2 separate regions of the Drosophila melanogaster genome follow, and region 1 is linked to region 2. Evidence: chromatin contacts called from public Hi-C data. All regions are on one chromosome and are shown on one strand. The core of a region is the stretch at or near the end of the contact, and the rest is flanking DNA. Distances in the headings are between cores, read along the strand shown. Region 1 holds the start of lncRNA:CR46094 (long non-coding RNA:CR46094). Region 2 holds the start of CG5854.

Region 1 (6,790 bases), core at 4,240-6,739, 640 kb after region 2:
CTACTCCCGTGCTGACGTTCGTCAGTTACCCACAACAAACCCTCTGCGAAGACAACCAATCAAACAACACAGAGTATATCATGTTTGCTTCCCCACCGATTCGCTAATAGATAAATAATTAAAATCAATTTATATCGATTTAGCAGCACAAAAAGAAATTAGCACAAGTTGTCTGAATACTTTAGCAAACACAAGATGCTACCGCCAGCCACTCTTGCCGAATAGAAATCAATAGGAATCGTGACTACTGTAGACGGCTAGACAAATAGAAATGCATTCAAAAAGGGTTCGAACAATCGCTTCTAATGACGCTGACTCAATTCGAGGAGGAGGCAGGAACACGTGAGCGCCTCCTTATCGAGTGGCAAGAAGCCAGACCCTCCAGAGGCGTCTGGCCCGTCAGCTGTCCCGCTTTTGACTCCGCCTCTTATCAGCCAACAGCCGCGTGCCGGCAGAGGAGACGACAATGGGCAACTGATAAGCGGACACGCTCAATGGGTCAGGCACTTGCAAATTTTCAGAGCTATCCCCTAACATTTTTAGGGGTGGCATGGATGGCGAACTTATCTTATCGAGCAGCCCAGAATGAAGAGATAAACCAACACAAAAGATGGCAAGCGAATGTTTTGTTCAGCGAGCAAATAAAAAAAAAAAACTTATTTCGGTTCAGGAAGTTTACGCCCCCGCACGGGATATTTGTGTGCTGCATAAATAGATTTGTCCCTTTCGAAAAGTGACCCAAAAAAGTTGGGGTAAAACAAAACACTCATGACTCACGAGCACTTAAAAAATCAAGAGACAGCGACAGCAACAACAATTGATATAAATATGCATATCTGTATCTGTATCTGTGTGTTTAAATATTTTTGCTAAAGAAATTTCAAAGAAAAGCAAACAAGTTTGCTTAATGGCCGCATCCGCGGAACAGCCTCTGGAAAGATCACAAAAATCTCCTGCACGGCGGCAACAAAGAAAGTTGAAGGCCAGCAAAAGCAAATGACCGTATATAGACTATATAGTCGGCAATTTGAACAAATATTAATATGTAAGAGTCCGATTCGAACAAATTGATCGGAATACAAACAAATAAATAAAATTGAAAGCAAAGCTTAGCTCGTTTTATGGCGAAGATCAGATCATGATGCAATAACACCCGTTTGATAGATCATCATACAATAGCAATTTCATTAATCTATAATCTATTTTTGACAACATGTAAATTAATTATGACGTCTATAATGTGTAACCAGCTAATTATATATGTATATTTATGCCAATTGAATAGAACCAGTTATGATAAACACTTTAACTGACTTTGTGATTTTATGATGGCATATTGCAGTCTCTTAATTAAAAGAGCAACTAACATTTGAAGCATTTCGAGATGCATTAGCAAAATGAAATGTAATTGCTTTGTATTTTTGCTGAAGATGTAATAGTATTTACTTCGACCATTACTAATGGTCTTTACTAAATTTGTTAGTACTTAAACTAAACGCAATATCAGCATTCTAATCAGTTATAGCACACTTAACTCTGCCCCAATTTATATTTTTAGGCCTTTTTGTGTTACGTTTTTTCCAGCGAATTTTTATTGATTTATTTTATCAAACCTGCCTGCCCACTTTATGGCTCTTATCGACACACTAACTCTTGAGTCACTGGCAGTATTATAACCATCGAGCGAGCGGAGATTGCCAAACAGAAAGTTCAGCATCCAATTAACTGATGTAGCAGCTGGACCCATGTCGTATACGTAATGTTATGGGACGCCTAGAAAACTTCAAAAACTGGCTCCAACTCAAGATAGGGGGTAAGTGGCTTTGGATTGTTTTCGGTTTCTCTTCTACTGCTTTTTCCCCCCCCCCAAAGTTTACCCAACATATGGCTGCCTTTTAGGCTCTACTAGTGTGCGGTTGCTTCTCACGTGTTAAAGCTGTTTGGATTTTGTTTTATTTCATTTCTTGTACGAAGTCAACAGTTTTCAACCTTGAATTTTCGCACTGACACTGAACTCAAGCCGAGCGAACAAAATTCAAATTGAAATCAATTTCAATTTAATTTGTTGTTGCCAAACAACACAGCAAATTTCTGTTGATTTCCTTTTGTTTCATTTGTAAGTGTCTGTGTGTGTTTGCCTTTGATTATTTGCACAAATGGGGAAAAAATAGACCTCTCGAAAAGAATAAAAAAAAAAAAAACGAGGGAGAAAAAAGAAGACAAGATTCATATTTTTGTATCCCAACGAATTCCATGGCCCCGTGGGGACTCTTTTGATGCCCAAAAGATTCTGTTGACGCGACAGGAAATGCTTAACTTAAGCCGCTATCAAGTCGCCTATACACAGTGTGCTCGATACATAAATAATACTCGGAATGTTTATAGGTTTATGTGCTATACTATGCTCTTTTATTGTTGTTGTTTTGTTTGACTCGAATTTGGTTTGGTTTAGTTTTTTTTTTTTCGCCTTTGTGGGTCTCACATTTCAAAGGGCAGGCTAGATTTTGTTGTTCAAGTTTTCGGTTTCTATGTTGGGGATAGTGGGGATGTGGCTGTGTGGATGGAGCCCCTTTTTGGGCTTAAGTTAATTTTTTAATTGGTCTGCGATCATAAATTACCAGTGTGTCGGCTTAGGAAAGTGGGGTGAGCGCAGCTATGGGGGCTACATACAAATTGTACTTCGCTGCATTAGAAAGTTGTAAACATTGAGGATTTATGCCGATCCTATGACAACACTACAAATATTTCTTTCGACTGTTTGAACCATTAAGTTCAAACATGATCATAAATCAAATTTTTAGTCCAATTAATAGATGTTTCTCGGTAAAATAAATCTTGTTAAACCTTCATGCATTCCTTACAGAATATCCTTATCATGAACAGCACGATTATATAAATAGCATATAAATTTTTATGTTTGGATTAAACTTCTTCATTCTGCATCCCCTCTGTCGTTTAAAAGATATTTAAACATTTTTTAATACACCTATTTATGTGTATTCGTACCCACCTTATTTGTTTTTTTTCGTTTTTACACCTCGTTGCGTATAAACAAGTCAGAAAATGATGCTGTGATGATTTGTTGTAAAAGCGTTTTTAAATTACTTCCTCGAAGATTTTCAATTAAATGCACACGGTTTAAACAAATCCCTCTCGCGGTGTTTACAAATTAATTGATATTGTATTTTTGTTTAATTTTTCCTCATCCACATCCTCGTTTTCGCTTTTCGTTATTAATTATTATGCATATGGTGCGGTCCACGTTTATATGTAAATTTCATTGTTATTTCATGCGTGAGTGTGAGTTGTTTTTTTAACTAGGTCACACATGTAGCGATTAAGACGAAAATTTATTTATAATGAAGCACATTTGTAGTATATCTCATCCGAAGCACAGCACACCAAGCCAAACACACTCGGTTTGCTACATACACGAATTTTGATAAGCGGGGAGAAATCTTATCAGTGGCGACAAAGTTGGTGTTAATTTATTATTTGTATTATTCCGTACTGCGGGTTGCGGCACTCAATAATTTTTGTTGAAACTCGCTTCTAAATTAATGGCAAAAATTTACAACAAATTCTGATTAGCTTTGTTTGCTTTTTCAGCTACTTTATTCGCTTCGGATTGTTGTCAATTTTGCGGTTTCGACCGAGCAGCTGAGCGGCAAGCGAACAACTGATCGATGGAAGAGAGAGCGGAGCCTAAACTTGGGGCTTTTTGCTCTCTCTGCGCTCTCTGTATTTTATTTTTGTTCTTTTTGTTTTGGAGTGGGGTTCTAATAAGAATTTATATACATATATGTACGCACACAACAATATACACGTTTATATTATTCGGTAGGCGAATTCCAAAGCATTCGTCAAGTTTGGCAGCGTTTATGTTTGTTGGTTTATTTATTTATGCAAATTGGTATGGTTTTTTATGTCGTTGCCTCGGAAACTAGTTCGTTTCGTTAAATGCGGCTATTTCAAAAAACTTGTTTCTATTATGACAAATCTATTGGTTTTTCGGTTTTCTGATTTATTTCAATCTTCTCGGTACGCGTTAATTGTTTTCCTTCTCTCTTTTATTTTGATTATAACACTTTTTGTGTGCATGTGTGCTTTTATGTGCTGCCCAATACACTGGTTTTGTATTCTGGAGTCTCTTTAACGTTTTGTTGGATTATTTTTGTTGGTCTGCGCTCGTCAAACGTTCTTGACCGATTGATAAAAAGTGTGCAAAGCTCGGCGACAAAGCCAAAAAGCAGAGCGCCAAAAGCTCTCCAATCGCTTTTGTTTTGATTGTACAGCTGGAAGAGAGAACACGGAAAAAAACCGGTCCCTACATTAAATTAAAAGAATATTTTTTTAAGTGGTATGCAAAACCAAGATAGTTTTTGTTTTCATTTAATAAAATTACACATTGGTATTAAATATTTTTTTCGGTGTGAGTAGCGCAGCTTATGAGAGCGCATGCCCCACCATCTCTCCCACTCACACACCTAACGAATGTCTGTTGCTTCTTTCACTTCGTCTTTTCCATTTTGGAGAGAGAGCAAGAAGAGGGGAATAAGAGAGGCGGAACAAAAAGCTCGAGTACAGTCTGTTGTTTTGGTTTTTATTATTCTTCTGCTTTTTGCATTTGATTATTAAATAAATTCATTTACAAAGCTTTTCCGCCACTCTCTCCTTCTTCCCTTACCTCTCTTGTTTCCTCTTCCTATCACCCTCTATTTTGACGTCACTTTCGTTGTTTACTTCAGCTTGTTTTCCCTTTTCTTGCACATTCGCCGCCGTTGTTGTTGTTCTCGTTCGGTCTTTTTTATGCAAATTTTTGTTATGAAATTGTCTGGCGCTTTGATTTCGATTTGATTTTATTTTTCGCCAGTGTAAAAATAAACTTGTTTACAACAATCGAAAAATACAAAATACTATAAGTATTTTGCCATTGCAGAATTAAGTAAAATTGCAAGCAATAAAAGAAGCAGAATGCGCGCGTTTTTCCTCGCTGACGTTGCACTTTTTTTTGCACACGATCTTTATTAGTTTGTTTATAACAAAACGAATCAAGAGATCGCAAAAACAGCAGTATCAATTCAACTTCTGAATCCACCGCCTATCACTTGGATTCTTTTAGATACTTTTGTATCTCATTTCTGCGATCGATTTGTCTGAGTTTCCTGTGAACTTCTCGGATATTTTCAGCTGATGAAATTATGCCCCATTAAAGAGTAATGCGATACAGCTTAGTTGGCATTATGAACGTGGAAAACTGAAACTTCAGCGGATATATTTTACTCGGCTTTTATCAGGTTGGGTTTTTGTTTATATTATATTGAATTCTGATAAAATCGTTATTTGTTTATATTTCAACTGGTGATAAAAGCATACTAGGAATTCACTGATTTCCCTGAATTCCCATTTCGGAATTAATCAGAACTGTCAATCATAGCCTTGTATGATGTATGTATGTGTGATGTATGTCATTTATGTACATTTAATATATTCAAGAATTCTTCATAGATAAACCAACTTCAAACTGCATTTATTTTTGTAACTTCCAAGGACCCACTGAAATTTATTACCTTAAAGATACCAGGCAACATGAAGGGTCTGCAAATTCGATTAAATTAAATTTTAGCGACACATAATGGAAATTCTGGACAGGAGAGGAAAATAACCAACTGACGCACGGAGTTACATGTGTATATTTGTTATTTATACAGTAGCTGCTGTGGCAGAAAATCACGACCATGTCCTTGAATACGAAATTGCGACCCAACTTGCAGAGGGAACGCCAAGGATACGTAGGGAGCAGCAAGGATAACAGCCCGATCCCACGCTCTGTTTAACACCCTCAACCGCCACGACAAAAGCACAAATTGTTTATACGTACATATATACAGCTGCGGTGAAAATAATAGCACCGGAAGTGCAGGGATTTAGGATATAGATAAAAATAGTTCTTATACAAAAGAAAGAAATTGTAATTTATGTACAGTTAATTAGTTAGTATTTTTGAAATAAACCTTTTAATTGAAATCTTGTTATTTCCAAAATTTCATTTATAATTGTTCAATATAAAATTGTCCGTTTAAGTAAGCTTTACATAGAAAATCGTTTTATATCATTTTCATATCGTTTTCATTTTCATATCGTTATATTTGTGACCTCGACTGTATTTATCCCTGTTCAAGGAGGCATGTAGAATGATTTTCAAGGACGTGGGCGCCGGCATTTGAGTATTTACAATATATATTCCCGATACCCGACGCCGCCTACGTAACAAAGTGGGATTAGATACATACATAGCTATGTATGCATTTGTATATGTACATATGTACTTTAGGGATGCGTGGGCTTTACGATTCGGGTTCCATGGGATCGAAGCTCCACACTTTCACTTTCGCTTTTCCTGCGCCAAAGTTCAAGGCAGTGCAAAGCTTCGAAGACCTTGAATAGCTTTTTTTCTTCCTTTTTTTTCGTGGGCGTTGTCCTTCGTCGGCGATTTCAATGGTCGTTTCCCCACACAATCCACAATCTTATTTATGCATAGGCGCGAGTTTTCCGTTCGCTGTGAATTTTGACCAATTCGGAAGCACGCCAAGGCATAAATAATCCCTTATTAATTAATTAGATTTTGGGCCGCGTATCCCTTTTTCCACAAGGCCATGTGACAACGCCCAGAGCTTTGGTTTAAGCCTTTCGCTAAGCTTCCCGGCGAAAGGCTTTCTCGCGAATCGATGTTGTTTTTGTTATGAATAAGCAGAAGCACAACAAAAATGCCAACCGCAGACTGTCAAGG
Region 2 (6,676 bases), core at 2,926-5,425:
TTCACATATTTGGAGCATCAAGGCGCTCCACTCAACGTTATATCCGAAAAACAAAAGACCTACGTGGACGACCTCCTAGGAAAACTGGCACAGCAACTCCCGGCAACTACGAATTTATTCACATCGGGGAGCGATTCTAGTGTTAATGTGGTTTAATGCATGTGTTTGGGAATTATCAAAATTAACTTGAAAGTATATCTTCGCGCGACTTATAAATAAAGACCCTCGGGCGTGCCCTCCTTCTTCCGGTACAAGACGCTCTCCTTTGACTTCTTGAAGTCCTCGTTGGTCACCTTCATGCGGCGTTCCCGCAGCGCCATCAAGCCAGCCTCTGTACAGATGGCCTTGATGTCGGCGCCGGATAGATCGTCCTTTGCCATGATCAGTTCGCTAAGGTTCACGTCCTCGGCCAGCGTCATGCGAGATGTGTGGATGGTAAAGATGCGGCGCTTGGTCTTCTCATCGGGCAGCGGGAACTCGATCTTGCGGTCAATACGACCGGGTCGAATGAGCGCCGGGTCAAGGGTCTCGATACGATTGGTGGCCATGATCACCTTGACATCGCCGCGCGAATCGAAACCATCCAACTGATTCAGTAACTCCAACATAGTACGCTGAATCTCCCGCTCGCCACCAGAATTTGAATCGTAGCGCTTTGTGCCCACTGCATCGATTTCGTCGATGAACACAATGGATGGAGCGTGCTCCTCAGCCACACGGAAGAGCTCACGAACTAGCTTGGGTCCGTCGCCCAGGTACTTCTGGATCAGCTCTGAGCCTACAACGCGCAGGAAAGTGGCCGAGGTCTGGTTGGCCACTGCCTTGGCTAGCAGGGTCTTGCCCGTACCAGGAGGCCCATATAGGATGACGCCCTTGGGTGGCTTGATTCCCATTTCCTCGTAGTACTCGGGATGGGTCAGTGGCAGCTCAACAGACTCCTTGATCTCCTGGATCTGAGTGTCTAAGCCACCGATATCTGCGTAAGTCTCTTGCGGAGCCTTTTCCAGTTTCATCACCGTGACCATTGGATCGGTGTCGTCGCTGAGAACTCCGACTACAGCGTGTACTTTGTGGTTGAGCAGCACGGAGCAGCCTGGTTCCAGCTGATCCTTGTCCACGAAGGACAGGATGCTAACATAGTGCTCGGAGCCCACCGATGTGGACACGATGGCGTGGTTGTCGTCGATGATCTCCTCCAGGTTGCCCACGGACATGGGGGTGCCGCGCAGATCGTCAACCTTAGAGCGCTCCTCCTCGTTCTTCTCGTCCTGGGGCTTCAGGCGCTCCTGGTTGCGGATGAACTCGTCCTCCATCATCAGGTAATCCTTGATGCGCTCCAGCTTGAGCAGCTTAAGGCGGCAGCGGGTGTGGGGCGTGACCTGGGGCAGCTTCATGGCCGCATCTGGACCCTTTGCGCGCCTCTTCTTCTTGCCAACGCGCGTTGGGATTGGAGGCTCGTACTTCTTCTTTTTATCCTTGTCATCTTTCTTTTCGCCAGCTCCCCCTTGAGCCGATTGGTTTTGTCCCTGCAAATGTATTGTTCCCGATCGTAAATGAGTTCAGGGTGTTCTGAAGGTGCTATTTTACCATTTTGTCTTGGTGCTTGCTGCTTTGCCGAACGTTTGATGAACTTTTTACTCTTTATTGTCGGCAACAAAATTACTAGTCATTCGCGTTAGCTGTGTTGCCGTACTATGGAAACATGAAGGTCTGGCAACTCTAAGGGTGAACAAATATTTTAAAAAAACGTGAAAATTAAAATAGGCAAGAAATGCTTAAGCAATCGGATTAAAACAATAGTAATGATTAACAACCAAAATATAAATGAATTCAAGACTTGAAAAAAGCAAATTTTAAAAGTCACTGTTTTATATACTTATCGATTACTGTAAACAAACTGAATGTTTCAGTCTGGCAACGTTTGCAATTAGTGCGAAAAGAGCATTTGTTTAAATTTGTTATATTGCGACCTTTTAATGGATCAAAATGTCAAGAATGTTGATCTTAAACTGGATAACATTGAGGTTCTGACCAGTGGGACAACAGCGGAGTTCGTGAATGGCATCCTGGACTTCTTGCTCTATCAACGCCGGCAAATCCCCTTCGTGTACAAAACATACAAATATTATGTGGATAAATGGTCAGATGCTGATGAATCGGGAGAATCCAAGGATCAGGAGTCCTTTGCTCATTACCAACGCAACCAGCAGCGCTCTAAGGCAAAGGCCACCAAGGAATCTATTAGTGACATGAGAGAGGTGAGGTTCCCCTTACATCCAGGACTTCTTTTGGTCTTTACTTGCCAGTTCTCTCCTACAGATCATCCGACAAGCCTTCAGGAGCTCTGAAGTGAAGAGCCTGCGATTTCTTTTTGGCAACAATATGTTCATGCCCTCGGAGGCCTATACTCTGCACATACCACATGATTCCATATCCAGAGATCACTATTGCGAGCACCATGCTCTGCCCGAAGGTCGCATCAACCAGGCGCTGCTCCGCCTGCTCACCTGCGAGGAGCTGTACAGGCTATTCTCCACCGAACTAAAAGTCACCAACGTGTTTCTAGAAATGGAGCTCCTTACAGACTCCGATCGACCCCAAGGATCCCATTGTGACTCCTTTAATCTAATCCCAAAGCATATATTAAGCCAACTTCCGCGCAGCTGCAAGAACATACACCTGCATCTACTGCATTGCAGTGAAAACACACCGAATGAATTACGCTGCTGCAAGGAGATGGATATTTACCACGATCTTGGCGTGCGGAATCTGGATAAATCTGGGGAAGACGTTAGCCAGACCAACGAAGAGCATGACGTTTTGAAAGCAGCAAATGAAACCAGCGGTTGGTGGCAGGCCGAGGTCATAGTTCGCGGTTTCAGAGCTCCTGGCAACCAAAAATCGGGAGATTTGTGGTCTAGCTAACATTTTATAACTTGGATTCTTGCTATTCGGCGTGTTTGTGTCAAAAATAAAGTTTCGAATCGTTTATATTTCAAGTATTAAGTTATTTTATTATGTATATAATTGTTTAATTTTATTTTTGGTTTCGATTTATTGAGAATGTTTTGAAAACCCAAGGCACTCAAAGATGATCCATCGTGGTATTGGTATTATCATCTTAGGTAGTGATAATCATGGAAACTGGTGCACTGCGCTCTCGCTGCTTGGCCACAATCTTGTTGGCTATGCGATCCAAGTTACGTTGTCCTTGCGGAGTCAGCTTACGACCACCATCCGGGTGCCTCTCCACCATGTTAGCAGCTTCCAAGGCTTGAAGAGCCTGCTCATGTGTTAGATACATGCTAAGTAATATTAAATATAACCTTAAAGTACAACCATTTCCCACTCACCTTGCGAATACAGCCATCCGATGAGCGACAGTGCTTGGACGGACGAACACCGTTGCGCTTGCGCCCGCTATAGACCTTGGTGAAGGCCCCAACGCCGGCGGGACTGCGCAGGTACAGGTGTCTCATAATAGAGGCGCAGCGAGTGTAGAACCAGTCGTCGTCGGTAGGAGCAGTCTCCTTGAACTTGCCAGTCTTCATATAGACGGCCTGTTCGGGCACAAAAATTTTTCCGGATTTTTTGAGAAAAGCAGCCATGTTTTTGGTCAGAACGTGCTGATCGATTTCCTTTACTGTGACTCCAGGCATGTTGCTCTCTACGTTCTTGAAAGCACGTTTTTAAGGCTCATGGGTCCGATATATGTATGTATGTATTTAAAAAAGTCTTACCTTTTGAGAAGAAAAAGGTTTGCTTCCGGTTAGTTTGCTGACTTTAGTCAAAATGGACGATTGGCAAGTGACGTTTGAAAGAGGGACCAGGTCATTGACCCCAAAGGATTACTTTCCGATAGTTTTGTCGTGCAGTATTGGTGAACTTGGCAATTCTTTTCGAAAACTTAACCTATAAACTTGGAAAGGAACGCAATGTAGCAAAACTACTGTTCTTGGTGACAGGGGGTTTAAGGTAGACTAACAAGGACAATTTTATGACACTGAAGCCCTATGGAGTAAGAATCAAAGAACTGCTGTATTTTGGTTTGTATAAATGAATAAAACGTTCTACGCTAATTGAAGAGCATTCGAAGAGGTTTGAATACAGCGCCATAGGGTGACCAGCTTGTGGAGCATTGAAGGTATTTCTTGTTTTAAGAATGATCACGGGATGGTCACACTAGAAATACAGCCAAACAAAACAACAAAAAGCATTTCGAGCGCTAACAAATATATATCTTTCGACTTGACTCATTCGCATTCCGGTTGACCGTGTCGCGCCTGCAGCATGTCTGAAAAGCCGACTGTTCTGATTTTGGGTGGTAAGTGGTCCCGCTGCATCCTCCTCATCGTCATCCTGCCCCCGCTCCCCACTCCACACTTCCGCTTATCAGCATCGCTGACTGCATCGCTGCTCTTCCTCTTCCCGCAGGCTGCGGCTTCATTGGACGCAACTTGGCCACTTATCTGCTGGACAATGAACTGGCGCAGGAAATACGACTGGCCGATAAGACCCCTCCGCAGATGGCATGGCTAAACGAGGAGCAGACGCGGGTCTTCGAGAGCGATCGGGTGGAGTTCTGCAGCGCGAACCTAATAAACGCCGGTAGGTAATCACTACATTAGGGTGGCTCGTTCCACCAGGATGCGGATCACAACTCCTATGGAGATCCAAAATCCGCAATTAACATTCTTGTGAAAGGAAAGCGCTATCGGATATAGAATTTTCAAGTACCACCTTGGTATCGCTGCGCGTAACGAGCCACCCTAATGCATTTGTTGCACCTAAACTGGTTATAGAACGCTTCCCTTTGTTTTCATACAGCCTCATGCAAGGCGGCTTTTGCGCCACACCCCACCACTGGACGGGCCTGGGACATTGTCATCAATTGTGCGGCCGAGACGCGTGCCAACCAGGATGATGCCGTATACAAGGAGGGTATCCTGAAGCTCAGTTTGAACTGCGCCAATGAGGCGGCTAACCAGCGGGTCAAACGATACGTGGAACTCAGCTCTGGTTGTGTGAACAGCAGCGAAAAGACGCCGTTAAAAGAGGACTGCAAGACGGATCCCTGGACGGGCGTGGCCAAGCAGAAGCTCAAGGTGGAGAAGGAACTGGCCAACATCGACGATCTCAGTTACACGGTCGTCCGTTTGCCCGTGGTCTATGGCATTGGCGATAAGCGCTATTTGAGTGAGTGTCCCTCTTCGCTGATACCCGATAATTGATGTAATTGACAAAGCCCATGGGTTAATCCCGAACCCACCACCCATTGCCTTTCGTTTACAGTGCCGCGCATTATAATCGCTGCCATATACAAATACCTGAACGAGACAATGAAGCTGCTGTGGAACGATGCCATGCGTTTGAATACTGTGCACGTATCGGACGTGTGCGCTGCCGTTTGGCAATTGGCTCAGAGTCCCAAGACCGCCGGTCAGATCTACAACATCTGCGATGATTCAGCATCGACGCAGGGCACCATTAGTAATCTTTTAGTGGATATTTTCGACATCAATTTGGATTTCTTCGGCCTTGTAATGTCGAATTTGGCAAAAGTAAGTTAGCATTTAATCGGCGCACTAAGCTTCAGCTTATTGTTTATTATTCGCTTGAATTTTCAGCTTTATCCCACGGACACCGTCAGTGAAATCAACGACAAGCACATGGCACCCTGGGCCGAGATTTGCCAGCGCAATGGCATCGACAACACCCCGCTGACACCGTACCTAGATGAGGAGCAGCTCCAGCACAAGCACCTCTACTTGGATAACACGAAACTGAAAGACTTTGGCTACGTGCTGCAGCATCCGAAAGTCACTCGCGAGCTGCTCATGGAGATGATTAACGACTATGTGAAGCAGCAATTGTTTCCGAAATCGTTGGTTCTTTGATTCACTACTTCTATCAAAAGATTGCACCACGTTGACATGCACTCGGACCCGGAGACATTTATTCCCTGTAGCTTGTAATCCACTAGTTTTTTAAACGATTATCAAACCTCTTCCAATTTGTATACGGACACGGATACTCTCACATGCACGCTGTGCTGTATCTCCGTTTTTTTTAATCACAAAAGTGTACTTATAGTATTATAGAACCCATATATTTTTGATACATTCCAGTCGATCCAGCGATATATACGTTTTTGCGTACGAGTATTCCATTGTGATTAGCTAAGTGACCAACCGCAATCGACAATTAAAATGCACTTGTTTAGAGTTTAGTTTTGTGTATATTTGATTATTTTAATGTTACGGCAACGGAGCGATCGTACGATAAACGTGACTTGACGGTACGAGACGTTGCGATACATAATTGAAAATGCAATTGCTTCACTTTGACGCTCATTAACTTAAAAATTACAGAAAATCAACAATAATAAGCTCGCAACTTGTTCAACTTAATACGAAACACGGGCGAAAGTTCGCTTTTGTTTTGCTTTGTTTTTTAAAAGAGTTATTTTGGCCAGCTCCAATTGCCATAGATATAAATTACGATTCTTGCATTTCGGTTTTGTGACTTTTCATCTAAGACGGCGGTGCATGGAGCAATAGCAATAGTTATGCTCTTGAGTTCGATTGCTTAATTAACTAGTTAAGAGTCTGGGGGCTAATCAGCACACTCAGCGGGCTTAGAAGGCCAGGCCGGCATCGCGGTATGTGGTGAAGAT

What was found. A called contact is a pair of places that touch in the nucleus more often than the background predicts.
Region 1: a contact with region 2 is called in a Hi-C map of the S2 cell line, with 3 times the contacts expected there. A contact is called at or near these places in 3 of 107 Hi-C or Micro-C datasets (the Kc167 cell line and the S2 cell line) and 1 of 7 datasets of targeted methods (the Kc167 cell line).

The regions. Positions count from the first base shown.
Region 1 is chr3R:24,568,281-24,575,070 of dm6, forward strand. lncRNA:CR46094 (long non-coding RNA:CR46094) reads left to right here and starts at 5,490. Exons shown (of 1, transcript NR_133443.1): 1 at 5,490-6,024. The region is part of intron 2 of REPTOR (Repressed by TOR); the gene reads right to left.
Region 2 is chr3R:23,929,737-23,936,412 of dm6, forward strand. It overlaps CG5854, which reads left to right and starts at 4,176. Exons shown (of 5, transcript NM_142939.2): 1 at 4,176-4,324; 2 at 4,435-4,608; 3 at 4,828-5,196; 4 at 5,293-5,561; 5 at 5,628-6,228. The coding sequence starts at 4,291. The coding sequence ends at 5,897. CG13599 reads left to right here and starts at 1,903. Exons shown (of 2, transcript NM_142937.4): 1 at 1,903-2,258; 2 at 2,320-2,992. The coding sequence starts at 1,977. The coding sequence ends at 2,925. It overlaps RpS19b (Ribosomal protein S19b), which reads right to left and starts at 3,794. Exons shown (of 3, transcript NM_142938.2): 1 at 3,741-3,794; 2 at 3,354-3,674; 3 at 2,993-3,283. The coding sequence starts at 3,659. The coding sequence ends at 3,122. CG31142 reads left to right here. Exons shown (of 2, transcript NM_170097.3): 2 at 1-252. The coding sequence ends at 156. It also overlaps Rpt2 and Gdh.